Regions from separate parts of the Mus musculus genome. Here regions 1 and 3 are each linked to region 2. The links are chromatin contacts, called in public Hi-C and HiChIP or PLAC-seq maps. All regions are on one chromosome and are shown on one strand. Each heading gives the region's core, a stretch centred on a gene start, on an enhancer-like site or on the middle of the called end of the contact. The rest is flanking DNA. Distances are from core to core; before and after follow the strand shown.

The links. Hi-C and Micro-C count contacts between places; a contact is called where the count stands out from the background. HiChIP or PLAC-seq counts read pairs in DNA pulled down with a chosen protein or histone mark.
Region 1: a contact with region 2 is called in a Hi-C map of cerebellum, with 3 times the contacts expected there. The contact joins the promoter of Cdh13 here to the promoter of Mlycd in region 2. A contact is called at or near these places in 2 of 39 promoter capture datasets (frontonasal cranial neural crest and hippocampal neurons), 7 of 484 Hi-C or Micro-C datasets (cerebellar granule neurons, cerebellum, cortical neurons and 2 more), 3 of 115 datasets of contacts at active chromatin or transcription factors (embryonic forebrain, forebrain and neural tube) and 1 of 9 other capture datasets (embryonic stem cells).
Region 3: a contact with region 2 is called in an HNF4G HiChIP or PLAC-seq map of pancreatic cancer cells. The contact joins the enhancer-like site here to the promoter of Mlycd in region 2. A contact is called at or near these places in 4 of 39 promoter capture datasets (the 3T3-L1 cell line, liver, maxillary cranial neural crest and 1 more) and 3 of 115 datasets of contacts at active chromatin or transcription factors (astrocytes, embryonic stem cells and pancreatic cancer cells).

Annotation. Positions count from the first base shown.
Region 1 is chr8:118,281,678-118,285,665 of GRCm38.p6, forward strand. It overlaps Cdh13 (cadherin 13), which reads left to right and starts at 1,934. Exons shown (of 14, transcript NM_019707.5): 1 at 1,934-2,221. The coding sequence starts at 2,177. All of the region lies in intron 2 of Gm51555 (a long non-coding RNA gene), which reads right to left.
Region 2 is chr8:119,392,625-119,396,570 of GRCm38.p6, forward strand. It overlaps Mlycd (malonyl-CoA decarboxylase), which reads left to right and starts at 2,270. Exons shown (of 5, transcript NM_019966.3): 1 at 2,270-2,846. The coding sequence starts at 2,322.
Region 3 is chr8:117,740,998-117,744,543 of GRCm38.p6, forward strand. Hsd17b2 (hydroxysteroid (17-beta) dehydrogenase 2) reads left to right here. Exons shown (of 5, transcript NM_008290.2): 3 at 1,335-1,520. Gm31774 (a long non-coding RNA gene) reads right to left here. Exons shown (of 4, transcript XR_003947600.1): 3 at 1,723-1,846; 4 at 1,478-1,558. Among named protein-coding and RNA genes, the nearest start is that of Gm31774, 5.7 kb to the right of the region's middle. Within about 2 kb of position 1,769, at least 26 of the 459 cell types and tissues checked have an H3K27ac peak or open chromatin away from gene starts, as enhancers often do. A contact at or near this core is called in pancreatic cancer cells, where this site is marked.

The sequences.
Region 1 (3,988 bases), core at 684-3,183, 1.1 Mb before region 2:
TGGATCTCTGTAGACTCCAAGCTTGTCTGCTATCTCTGAGCAGCAATGTGGGGGACGGATTTCTGTACACATGGCTCTCACACTGTCCTCTTTATGGAATGCCATCTACTACAGGACATGTTTATGAAATTCTCAGGGCAGGTGGCGCTATTTAGGCGATCAGATGAGAACGGATGAGGCAGTGGTTTCCTCAATATCGTCTGTGGGCTCTCCGGATGGCATTGCTATCTGTAATGTGTGTAGTTGGCTAAAACAACCAAGCACCAGACATGAAAGCATTGTCACGAAGGCCCTTGGGGGGTGGGGGTGGGGGAGAATCACATGCAGTGACCTTATGGCCAAGGCGCAGACAAGGGAGGAATTTTAGAAAGCATGTCAGTTTGAGTGGGTGAGGTGCTCATTCAACGAGGTGCCGCTGAATCCGCAGTGTGACCTTAGGAGTTTTAGCCAGGAGACAAATGGAGACTCAAAGTCTGGGCAACTTGCTCTGAATAAAGAGCTGGGGTGTCAGCAGGCTAGTTCAGTTCCAGACTCTAGGGTCCTCCTTACCGTCTGCTAGTTCTTGATTGACTTAGCTATCTGCTCTTTGATACATACCAATCACTGTCTCATCATCCCAGGCCCTGTGCTGGCAGTTGAAATATTTCCCAAACCCACTGGCCTATTGCTCAGTGTCTCGCTGTGACAGATGCCACGTGATATATTGATACCAGTATTGAATGTAACTTATACACATTTTCTTTACTTTCTTTCTTTTTTTTCATTTATATATTTTTTTTTTTTGTTTTTTTGTTTTTGTTTTTGTTTTGTTTGGTTTGGTTTGGTTTGGTTTTTTTGAGTCAGGGTTTCTCTGTGTAGTCATGGCGGTCCTGGAACTCACTCTGTAGACCAGGCTGGCCTGGAACTCAAAAATCTGCCTGCCTCTGCCTCCCAAGTGCTGGGATTAAAGGCATGCGCCACCACTGCCCGGCTACTTATACACATTTTCTACAACAAAAATGGCATTCATTTTCTTTTTCATATTGCTTTGGCTACTAGGAAGCTCATTTGTCCAAATCACAGCAACTCGGTTGTAGTTGGAAGTTAGCGTTTTAGTTTTATAAACTTTTTTTGCGGTCCAAGTTTTCTATCTCAGATGGATAAATGCCTTTTATTGTAAAACCCATAAGTCCTCTCAGGAAGAAAGCTGCACGAAAATAAGGACTTTCCTGCCTTAGCTTTAGATCTCTTCGAGGGAAGAACCGCCTTATGTGTCCCTGTTTCTCTAATCTCCAACACTCCCCAACTCTAGGACTCCTTGAGCCATGGCTAGCACTGTTTCGAGCCCTTGGGAATAGCTCAGGGACTCTGAAAGGTCACATCCAAAGGGGGAAAAACAGAATTTTCTCAAGCCATGACTCACTCTGGCTTTGGTTCACGCTTGTGGAGTGTCGGCCAGTCCCACCCTCACCTGAGCAGTTAATAAAATCTATTGCTCCTTGATGGATTTTTCCTGCAAGCTAGAATTGATCTGTCCACTCTGTGATTTGTGGTGATGGCAGAAAAACACCAAACACCACCGGTGGCTGAGCCACTTTGGGGGCCGATGGGGGCGGGGGGGGGGTGAGGGGGAGAGGGCGAACGAAAAACAAAGCCAAAGAAATCTACCAGCAAGACTCTTAGGGCATAGAGGGCTGCGGCTGCGGGGGTCATTTTATGTGATTTATTGGGAATAAAGTGGATCTTATTAACATTTTAATAAAGAGAATCTTTTTTCGCAATGTGTTAGAAGTGGCTGCCGGTCCCGGGTGCAATTCCAGTTCCTAGGGAAAGTGGAATCAGTTGGCATTGCCCAGCCTGATTTGTGAGGCTGGGCACCAGGAGTCAAAAAAAAAAAAAAAAAAAAAGCCAACGTGCCGCCTCCTTGCTCGGAGGGGGCTCTCCCTGCGAGGTGCTCGCCCCTATCTGCCATGCAAAACGAGGGAGCGTTATGAAGGAATCCGTCTTGTAAAGCCATTGGTCCTGGTCATCAGCCGCTACCCAATGCTTTCGCGATGCTGCCGCTGATCTATTTGGGAAGTTGGCTGGCTGGCGAGGCAGAGCCTCTCCTCAAAGGCTGGCTCCCACGGAAAATATGCTCAGTGCAGCCGCGTGTGTGAATGCAAACGCCGCCAGGCGCTTCTTCTAGTCGGGCAAGATGCAGCCGAGAACTCCGCTCACCCTGTGCGTCCTGCTGTCCCAGGTAGGGAATGTGAGCCGCAGTCAGCGCGCTCCCACCAGCTTTCTGCATTCAGATCGCCCTGCTTGGTGATGGCCAGAAGCAATCGGAGGGACGCGGGGCTTCTGCTAGCCGCCGTGCAGATATACCCGGCTAGCTCAGATGCGAGGTCACCCTCAGCTCCGATCCTAGAGGAGCCTGGCTCCTCTTGCCGGCTAGTGTGTGTGTGTGTGTGTGTGTGTGTGTGTGTGTGTGTGTGCGCGTGTAAGCTCATTCTAGGGAAGACAGAGCCTTTTTGCAAGCAAAGCGACATCCTGGCTGACATCAAGTAGGGTAACTTTGGTTCGCCTCCTCCCGAGGTTCGTGCATCGGATACACACTCCTTTCGAGGCGACTCCTAGGGATTGTGCTTGCCCCGTAGCCCAGTGCCTTAGCCGGGAGGAGGGGGGGCGGGAAGAGCCATTCGGTTCAGCCGGCAGCCGGGCTGGGAGAGGCCGGAGCTGGCATCACTGACTTCCCGGGGCGCTCGTCCTCTCTTCGCCCAGCTCGGCTGGCGAGCTGCAAGGCGCCTCCCGCCAGCGGATCTCCGCAGCCCGGCTGCTGCTGTCTTTCAAAGCAAGGCGCCCGCCGCTCCGGCTTTGGGGTCTTCCGGCTCTCCAGCTCCGGGCTGAAAGGGGCCTGAGCACGATCCCCGGTCTCCTCTGCATAGCGCAGGCCCACTACCCCCAGCCCCTTGGGCCCCCATTGTCCAGACAGCTGGAGCTCCTGCCCGAGCCCAGGCTGCAGCCTCTGTTGTCTTCCCCGGGCGGGCGGGTGGCGCTGAGCACAAGGAAAAGTTCAAGCCTCCTCACCAGGCTGCAGCTGCCTGGCAGATAACCCTCCAGATCCTTGCGGTGCCAGGGCAAGGTTGGGAGAGCAGGAGAGGCATGTTGGGGCTCTCCTCAGCCCGGCTGAAGCTCGGAGATCCCTGGAAGTTTGGGTGTAGGAAAGCAACACTTAGGGGACAGGCCAGAGGCACTGGAGGCTGAGGAGGCACGCCCAGTCCTCCTCTAAGGACTGAAGCTCCAGGAAGCATGCTGGCATACTGGCTCGGTCCCTCCTTGTCCTTTTAGGCAGCCTCTGGGAACTAGAACTGGCAGTCTACAAGTGGGTAGTTGCAGAAGTGCAGGGCCATGCAGAGAGAATGGGGGGGGGGGGTGCGGGAATGCCTGAGGCATGGGTGTTGAGTTTTCTGGGCAGGATTCTTGGGTTCCAGTGGAAGAGGCACGGGGTTGTACATGAAGTGGGAAACTGGAGATGAAGTCAGGGTTCGGTAGGAAGCCTTCTAAGGGGAGATGGCTGCTGGAGAGGAGCTGGCACCCCAGAAATGCAATGACCATAGAAATGACCCAAGGGTGTGTGTGTGAGTGTGTGACCCTGCCAGGACCCTGGGTGACAGAGTAGTAAGATGCTTTCTGCTGGGCAGGCTCTCCTGTCCTGAGTTCTGACATCTCTGTCAGTGGACACACAGTCCTGGGGCACACACAGTTGTTGCTCTTTTCTATTAGAGGTTTTCTAGCTGATTCTCTAGGGCCCTGCTATGGATCCCATCGTTGCTTTGGAAGCAGCTCCCCACCTCTCCAGGGCTCTAACTATCCCTAAGGCAGAGAAGGTTGTGTGCCTCCTAATTTCGCAAGGTGGGGCAGAGCACACCTGGGTAGAAAGATCCAGACAGATCCTTCCTGTCCTCTAATGCTAGTAGACCCACCATGGGCAAAGCTGAGCTTTCAGGCTCTCCACAGTAGAAGAATC
Region 2 (3,946 bases), core at 1,020-3,519:
TGCAAGTCATAAGACTTAGCTGCAGTCCCCGGGTGCCATCTTGGGACTGCTGCCACACCCGCTCCTCACACTTTCTGCTTTGGAGGCATCAAAATGCAAAGGAAGGGAGAGAGAGAGAGAGAGAGACAGACAGACAGACAGACAGACAGACTGGATGGGCTGGAGAGAGAGAGAGAACTTGGAAGCTAGCTCTGTGTGTTAGACTAGAGTGCCCGGCTGCTGAACAAGTGAACAGCGTGTATGCATAAAGGAACGTGGGGGGGGGGGACACACTCAGCAGGAAGAGTGGAGAGTAGGCTCGAGGGAGCACGCCTGAGTGTGTAAAAAGTGCTGTGTGGATCCTAGTGAGGTGTGACAGGAGCCACAGAAGCAGTGGGCCAGATAGAGGCTGAAATCGGTGACATTTGGATACTGCAGTGGAGGGCAGGGCAGGAGAGTTTTGGGGGTATTTTTGTTTTTCCGAGACAGGGTTTCTCTGTGTAGTCCCAGCTGTCCTGGAACCCACTCTGTAGACCAGGCTGGCCTGAACTCAGAAATCCACCTGCCTCTGCCTCCCAAGTGCTGGGATTAAAGGTGTGCGCCATCACACCCGGCTGGCAGGAGAGTTATAAGTCATGTGTTTGAGCTAGAAGAATAGACCTGGTGGCTTGCATTGTTCATGGTCCATAACCAGTGTCTGCTCTCGCATGATAGGCTGTTCCTGGATATCCTACCCACTATGGCAAACTCTTCCAAAAGGGCAGGTCCCAGCATCCACGGGCAGGCCTGAGGTGCTGTGGTACTAAAGACAGAGGCAGATGAAGAATGGAAGGGTACAGTTTATTGGAGAACTTACTCAAATGTATAGTCTTGGTAGACAGCAAAGCCAAACTGGATCCTACCACATGGGTCAGAAAGAGAGTCACAGACTCGAGTTAGGATAAAGTGACTTTCCCCCTAGCTGGAAGGCACGTGGTCCATCTTAAGTTCTTATCAAAGAGCCAGGTACAGGTTGGAGCCTGGATCCGGTTGTAAGGTCCCAGACGTCATTCTTGGGATTTGGTCTATCGATAGTTTGAAGAGAAACCATGCACCAAAAAATGAACTGTGGTTTCTCTAGGACAGTCACAACAGTCTGGATCCAAGATGACTGTCATCATATCAAGCTGAATCCATACAGAGCCTACTCTACCAGTCTGATTCCTTTTTGCAGTTATTTTAATGTGACTCCCTCCCTCAGATGGTAAACTGAAGGAGAATGAGCAGGGCTATTTCAAATGCAAGCCTAGGGTGGGCCTGGAACTCACCAAACAATTGAAAATCATTTCACTGAAAGAATGAATGAATGAATGAATGAATGAGGCCCAGCAAGGAAGCTGGTAGGGAAGAGATTCTTCCTATACCCATTTCCGGCATGACCAGACGGAAGCTCTAGGATGCAGCAGGAGGCATGGGCTGGGTCTCCAGCAGTTCTGTCTGGGTGGGATTCTTGACATGAGCCAGAGAGTACCTAGGGAGGGTCTGTTGGGAGAGACCCTGTTCTACTGTCCGCGGGTCGGGACAGGGTCAAAATGTCAAGTCAGAGAATTACTCTGAGAATTACATGCTTGGTGTGTACATGTGCATATACATTTCCTTGTACACACGTGTGGGGGTGCACGTATGTACATGTGTGGTTCTGGAAGCCAGAAGACACCTCGAGTGATGGCGCTACCCGCATACTTTTTGTTTGGTTGGTTTGGAGATAGGGTCTCTGGCTGACCTAGACTTACCTTGTTATCTGGACTGGCTGGCTCTTGTCCACCTCCCTGAGCTAGGACTACAAGCGTTTTCCCATGGGTTCTGGATATGAACTCAAGTTCTCAATCACTTTATCAAATGAGCCATCCCCATTCCTAGGAGACCTAGTCCAGCATGCAACCTTAAATTTCTCAGCTCCTCACCTACGCTAGATCCGAACCCTAGCACAGGAGGCTGCGTGCATAGCACGGTCCCGGGAAGAGCTGAGATGTCAAGCTCTCAGATCAAGAGAAGCGCGTGCGTAGTGGGGAAAGGGACTGAGGCGGTGACTCTCAGAACAGGTGTAAGGATGCAAGCCAAGAGGGCGAGTCAGGTGCCCCGGGGCTACCGGGTTCCGGGGACCTTTGGCTGCACTTGGCCTCCGGCCTGAGAAAGCCACCTCGCCCCTCCCCCGCCGTTCTACCCCCCGATTGGCCAATGTCTCCGTCCGCCGTCCGGCCTCGGCCAATGGGGCCGGCGAGAAACCGGAAGCCGGAGCCGGAAGCGAGGCAGAGGCCCGCTCTCCAGTGGCGTCTCCCGCTAGCAGCTGTCGCGGAGCTGTCATGCGAGGCCTCGGGCCAGGCTTGAGGGCTCGGCGCCTGCTCCCACTGCGGTCCCCGCCGCGGCCTCCGGGGCCCCGGGGACGTCGGCTGTGCGGCGGGCTCGCGGCCAGCGCCATGGACGAGCTGCTGCGGCGAGCCGTGCCCCCGACGCCGGCCTACGAGCTGCGCGAGAAGACGCCGGCGCCCGCCGAGGGCCAGTGCGCCGACTTCGTGAGCTTCTACGGCGGCCTGGCCGAGGCGTCCCAGCGCGCCGAGCTGCTCGGCCGCCTGGCTCAGGGCTTCGGCGTGGACCACGGCCAGGTGGCCGAGCAGAGCGCCGGGGTGCTGCAGCTGCGCCAGCAGGCGCGCGAGGCGGCCGTGCTGCTGCAGGCGGAGGACCGGTTGCGCTACGCGCTCGTGCCGCGGTATCGCGGCCTCTTCCATCACATCAGCAAGCTGGACGGCGGCGTGCGCTTCTTGGTGCAGCTGCGGGCCGATCTGCTGGAGGCGCAGGCCCTCAAGCTGGTGGAGGGGCCGCACGTCCGGGTAAGGCCCCGCCCGGGCCACCGCGACCCCGGGGCCGCCGCCCCCCGCCACCGCCCCGGGGCCCTGCCCACTTCCCACTCCCCACTCCCCAGACCCTTACCCATGCCCCTGCAGCCACCTCGCCGGCCTCAGATACCACGGTGCTTACTGCGTGGTTCGTAGCACTATCCTCGGGGGTCACTGTCGGGTGTGACACCCATTGCGCTTACTCCAAAATAGCTCTAGTTTTAACTGCGCTGTTCTTGAACAAGGATGGAACACGGCTTTGGGCAAAGTTTGGGCACCTCCCACGAACGTCCATCACCCTAACAGGTTACACGAAATGCACAAACATGGCCAAAAGTCAAGGTCACCACCGCCTGGGTCTCTAAAGCCTCCAGTCCTCTTTCTGCAATCTGACTTTGGACAAGAGATTTGATTCCAAACCCCCAGCCCCAGACGCAGTGATCCTAAGTTGACTTTTTAGTACCTGTGCTAGTCAGCAGCTTACCCAGCGATATCATGTAGCGTACAGATAACGGAGGTGTATATAGCTGAGACCCAAAGGATTGTCTAGCATAGCTGCCAGCCATTAATATTCAATAAAGAGGAGCATTGACCCTGAGTTCATACACAATGATATCACCATTTCAGAAGTCCCCAGTGTTCAAAGCCTCATCTGCTTTTTTCCTGACCTGCTTGAAACAGGCATGGCCATTTTTACTTCCATTCTGTCCTTTCGGTTGACACCTATCTCCTTTAGAGTGAAGGACATGACACGCTGAGGTGATGAGCTGTCCAAGACTTCAGATATACATCCCCTGATCCAGGCTCCTTTGCACTGCTATGTGCAGGTTTACAGACTTCTCATTTTGATTGCTTAACCCTTGGTGTAGTTAAGGGATTAATATGAGTCAGGGTCTCTCACTGAGACTTGAGACTCACCAGTTAGATTAGGTAAACTGCTCAGTAAGCCCCAGAAATATTCCTGTCCCATCTTCCCAATGCCAGCAAACAAAGTGTGTCACTAAATATAGTGGCCTTTCTTTTAAAGATTATATATACCAGTGTTCTGCTTGCCTGTATACAGATGCATGCAGTGCCTACCTAGGCCAGAAAAG
Region 3 (3,546 bases), core at 519-3,018, 1.7 Mb before region 2:
TTACAAGAGGGGAGGTGTAAATAACACAGAGCGAGTAGAATTTTCATGCTAAACTATCTCCTTTCTTGCCTGCCTTAGAACTACTGTACTCGTTCATTCCCGCCCTTTCCTTAAGGGACAGTTCCCAAGTGTACTCTTGACAGGGTTGAAACACTGCTCGTCTTTGGGTCCTTCTCTTCCCCAGCCACAGGTTGATCAAATAGGCTGGAAGAGCTGTCTGAGCCAGAAGATGCTAATGTACCCAGAGGGCTAGACAGTACTGCTGGGGGTAGGGGACGGTACAGAACTCCAGCATTACGTCTCTTGGAACTTGGAAAGGCAGATGCTCAAATCCCACTTCATGACCACTCAGAATTCCCAGTGGTTGGGCCAGGTGTATGTCTGAACCAGCTGTGCTGTGATTCTGTTGTTCATCAGGGCGACACACTGTCCTAGCCAGGAAGCAGGGCTCATGGTGTTAGGACATCACAGTCACCCAGCTGTTGAGACTTTGCTTCTTGTTGCTAGGCTTTTAGAGATGAGGAAAGGATGCAGGCATGTCATCCTGAAGTGTTAATGATGTCTTTCTATACTCCTTGGAGGAGGTACTAGGCAGTGGCCCTCAATCTTCCTAATGCCGAGACATTTTAATACTGTTCCTTGTGTTGTGGTGACTCCCTAACCATAAAATTACTTCAGTGCTACTTCATAACTGTAATTTGGCTACTGTTATGAATAATAAAGCAAAAAAAATCTGATATGCAGGATATCTGATGCACGGCCCCCGTGGGAGTCAAGACCCACAAGTTGAGAACTGCTGGTTTAAAACCTGGCACACTGTGGCACTATGACTCTCATCCTGAAGTCCCACTGGTTTCCATAAATAGTGACTATCCAGCTTCCTTCCTATAGGAAAGGGGCTACCAGGCAAGAGAAGGACTGGACTGCCAGTTCATCTCAGTGAATAATGGTAGCTGCAGGAAAGGCTAATGATCTGAGTGCAGTTAATACCATCCACAAGGTGGAAGGGCAGGATCAACTCCTATAAGATGTCCTCTGACCTGGACATACCTACCGTGACATGCATGCTCTTCTCTCCCACACAGAATAAACATACTTTAAAGGTACAGGATCTCTGAAATCATTGTTTAATACTATACACATTTGTTCTCTTCACGTTGCCCCACCATGGGGGTGGTTTGCGTACATAGGAAGAGACCAAGTTTGGAAAGTTTGTATTGTGCCTGAAATCTACTTTTAAAGAGGTTTGGTGGCTCCAGAACTCGATGTGTGAAGCTAGCCACATGTTCCAGCTTCTCCCATCCTCACAGATACTTTTTTTTTTCTGTCCCCAGGACTGTGGGCCGTGGTTAACAATGCCGGGGTCTTCCACTTACCTATCGACGGGGAACTCATACCCATGAGCATCTACAGAAAATGCATGGCCGTGAACTTCTTCGGAACTGTCGAGGTCACCAAGGCGTTTCTGCCTCTACTTAGAAAGTCCAAGGGGAGGCTGGTGAACGTCAGCAGCATGGGAGGCAAGTCAACGTGTTGGCACGCAGCCACTGGGCACCTGCTACAAGACATGTACTGCATTCTTTTCGGACTACCCAAGAGAGCAAGGGGCACAAAAGCAGGGCTGGGTTGCAGTGAGTCAGCCTATGTATTCAGAGTCAGCTGACCTTCCTCTCCTTTCAAATTCTCTCATGCGAAAGCTCTTCTCCACTTTCTGTTAATTACCGTGTTCATCACTGGAGAGTTTCCAACACGTAGGACAGCTAGGTTCACAGTCCAGGTCACTGGGTGCTGTGGGAAGCCTGTCTTTGGCCCTCTCTGAGCATAGCACACTGCTATTTCCTGTAAGCTGAAAGAATGAAGAATGTCTCTCTGTGTGCGCCCTGGGTACCCTGAGTCCATCCACTAGGGTTGAACCAGATGTTGTCCTTGCCTTTCTTGGTTGGGTCCAAGATGTGTCAACAACCCAGCCGTCTCGTTTTCCATAAGCAACAGCCTCTGACCGGGCCATCACGCCTTGCCCTCTCTCATAGACATTTTTTTACCAGGAGTTCCCCAGGCCTACCTCAGCTTTGGGAGAGTTTCTGGAGTTCTTTCTCGGGTTTCTGCATGGATAAGAAGGAAATCTAAAGGGACTGGGCTCTGGACTCCCAGATCCTTCCTCCTGAGATTGGTGCTAAGTCAAGTTTGTAAAAGGAAAAGGTGCAGCTAGGTTTCTGATACTGGTGTGTGTGTGTGTGTGTGTGTGTGTGTCTGTGTGTGTGCCTGTGTGTGTGTCTGTGTGTGTGTAGGTGTCTGTGTGTGTGTGTCTGTGTGTGTATCTGTGTCTGTGTGTGTCTGTGTGTGTGTGTGTGTGTGTCTGTGTGTGTGTGCGTGCATACACGTGCAAACTCATGTGTGTACAAATAAAATAGGGGCTGGAGGTATTTTCCACCTTTTTGGGGGGTGGGCAACAGGATTTGTCATTGAACCTGGAGCTCACTGACTTAGCTAGACTGGCCAGCTAACAAACTCTGAGGATCTCTTTTGCCTTTACCTTCCTAGCACTGAGGGATGTGCTATCATTCTCCTCCCCCCCCACACCCCCCCCTTTTTTTAAAGTTGAGGGGGCTGGGTTTGAACTTGGATCTTCATGCTTGCACAGTGAGCACTTTCGCGGCTAAGCCATTTGCCCAGCCCGACACAACAGGCAACACTTGACCTTCGTCTTCATTCTGAACAACTTGGCCTTTATAGCTGCAGACCCTTTGGGAACCTCATCCCTCCCAGTCCCAGGGCGCTCTCTGCGTTCCTGATGTGGCTGACCGCAGCCCAGTCCCAGGGCGCTCTCTGCGTTCCTGATGTGGCTGACCGTAGCTCTCTCCTTGGCACACTGACGGGCCTGCGTTTCTCTTTCCTGTCTCCATTCTTGCTTCAGGCAGTCCCTTCATTCATAAGAGTTTAAGTGCTCTCTAACACCTCGCATGTGCTGTACACCCAGTACCAGGCAGGAAGTAGCATCCATACACAAGGTGAACAAATACAGTCATGCCTTGTGGCGCCTGCCCGCATCCTTCCACCAGAGAGGCTGAGGAAGGAGCATAATGAGCTCATCTGGAACTTAATTGCCTCTACAGTCAGCTTGGGTACCATAATGGTTCAAGATCAAAACAAAGGCCTGGGGAGGTGGGCTTAGTCTGTCAAATGCTTGTCATACGGTCATGAAGACATAAGGTCAATCCTCAGAATCTACATGAAAGAGCCAGGTGTGGTGGCATTGCCCTTATTACCCCAGCACTGGGGAGGAGGCAGATGGAACCCCAGGGCTTGTTGGACAGCTAGCACACTCTACTTGATGAGTTCCAGGCCAGGGAGAAATCTTGTCTCTTGCGCGTGTGCGCGCGCACACACACACACACACACACAGACACACACATACACACACACAGAGACACACAGAGACACACAGACACACACACAGACACACACACACAGACACACACACTGACACACACACACACACACACAGACACACACACACAGACACACACACTGACACACACACAGACA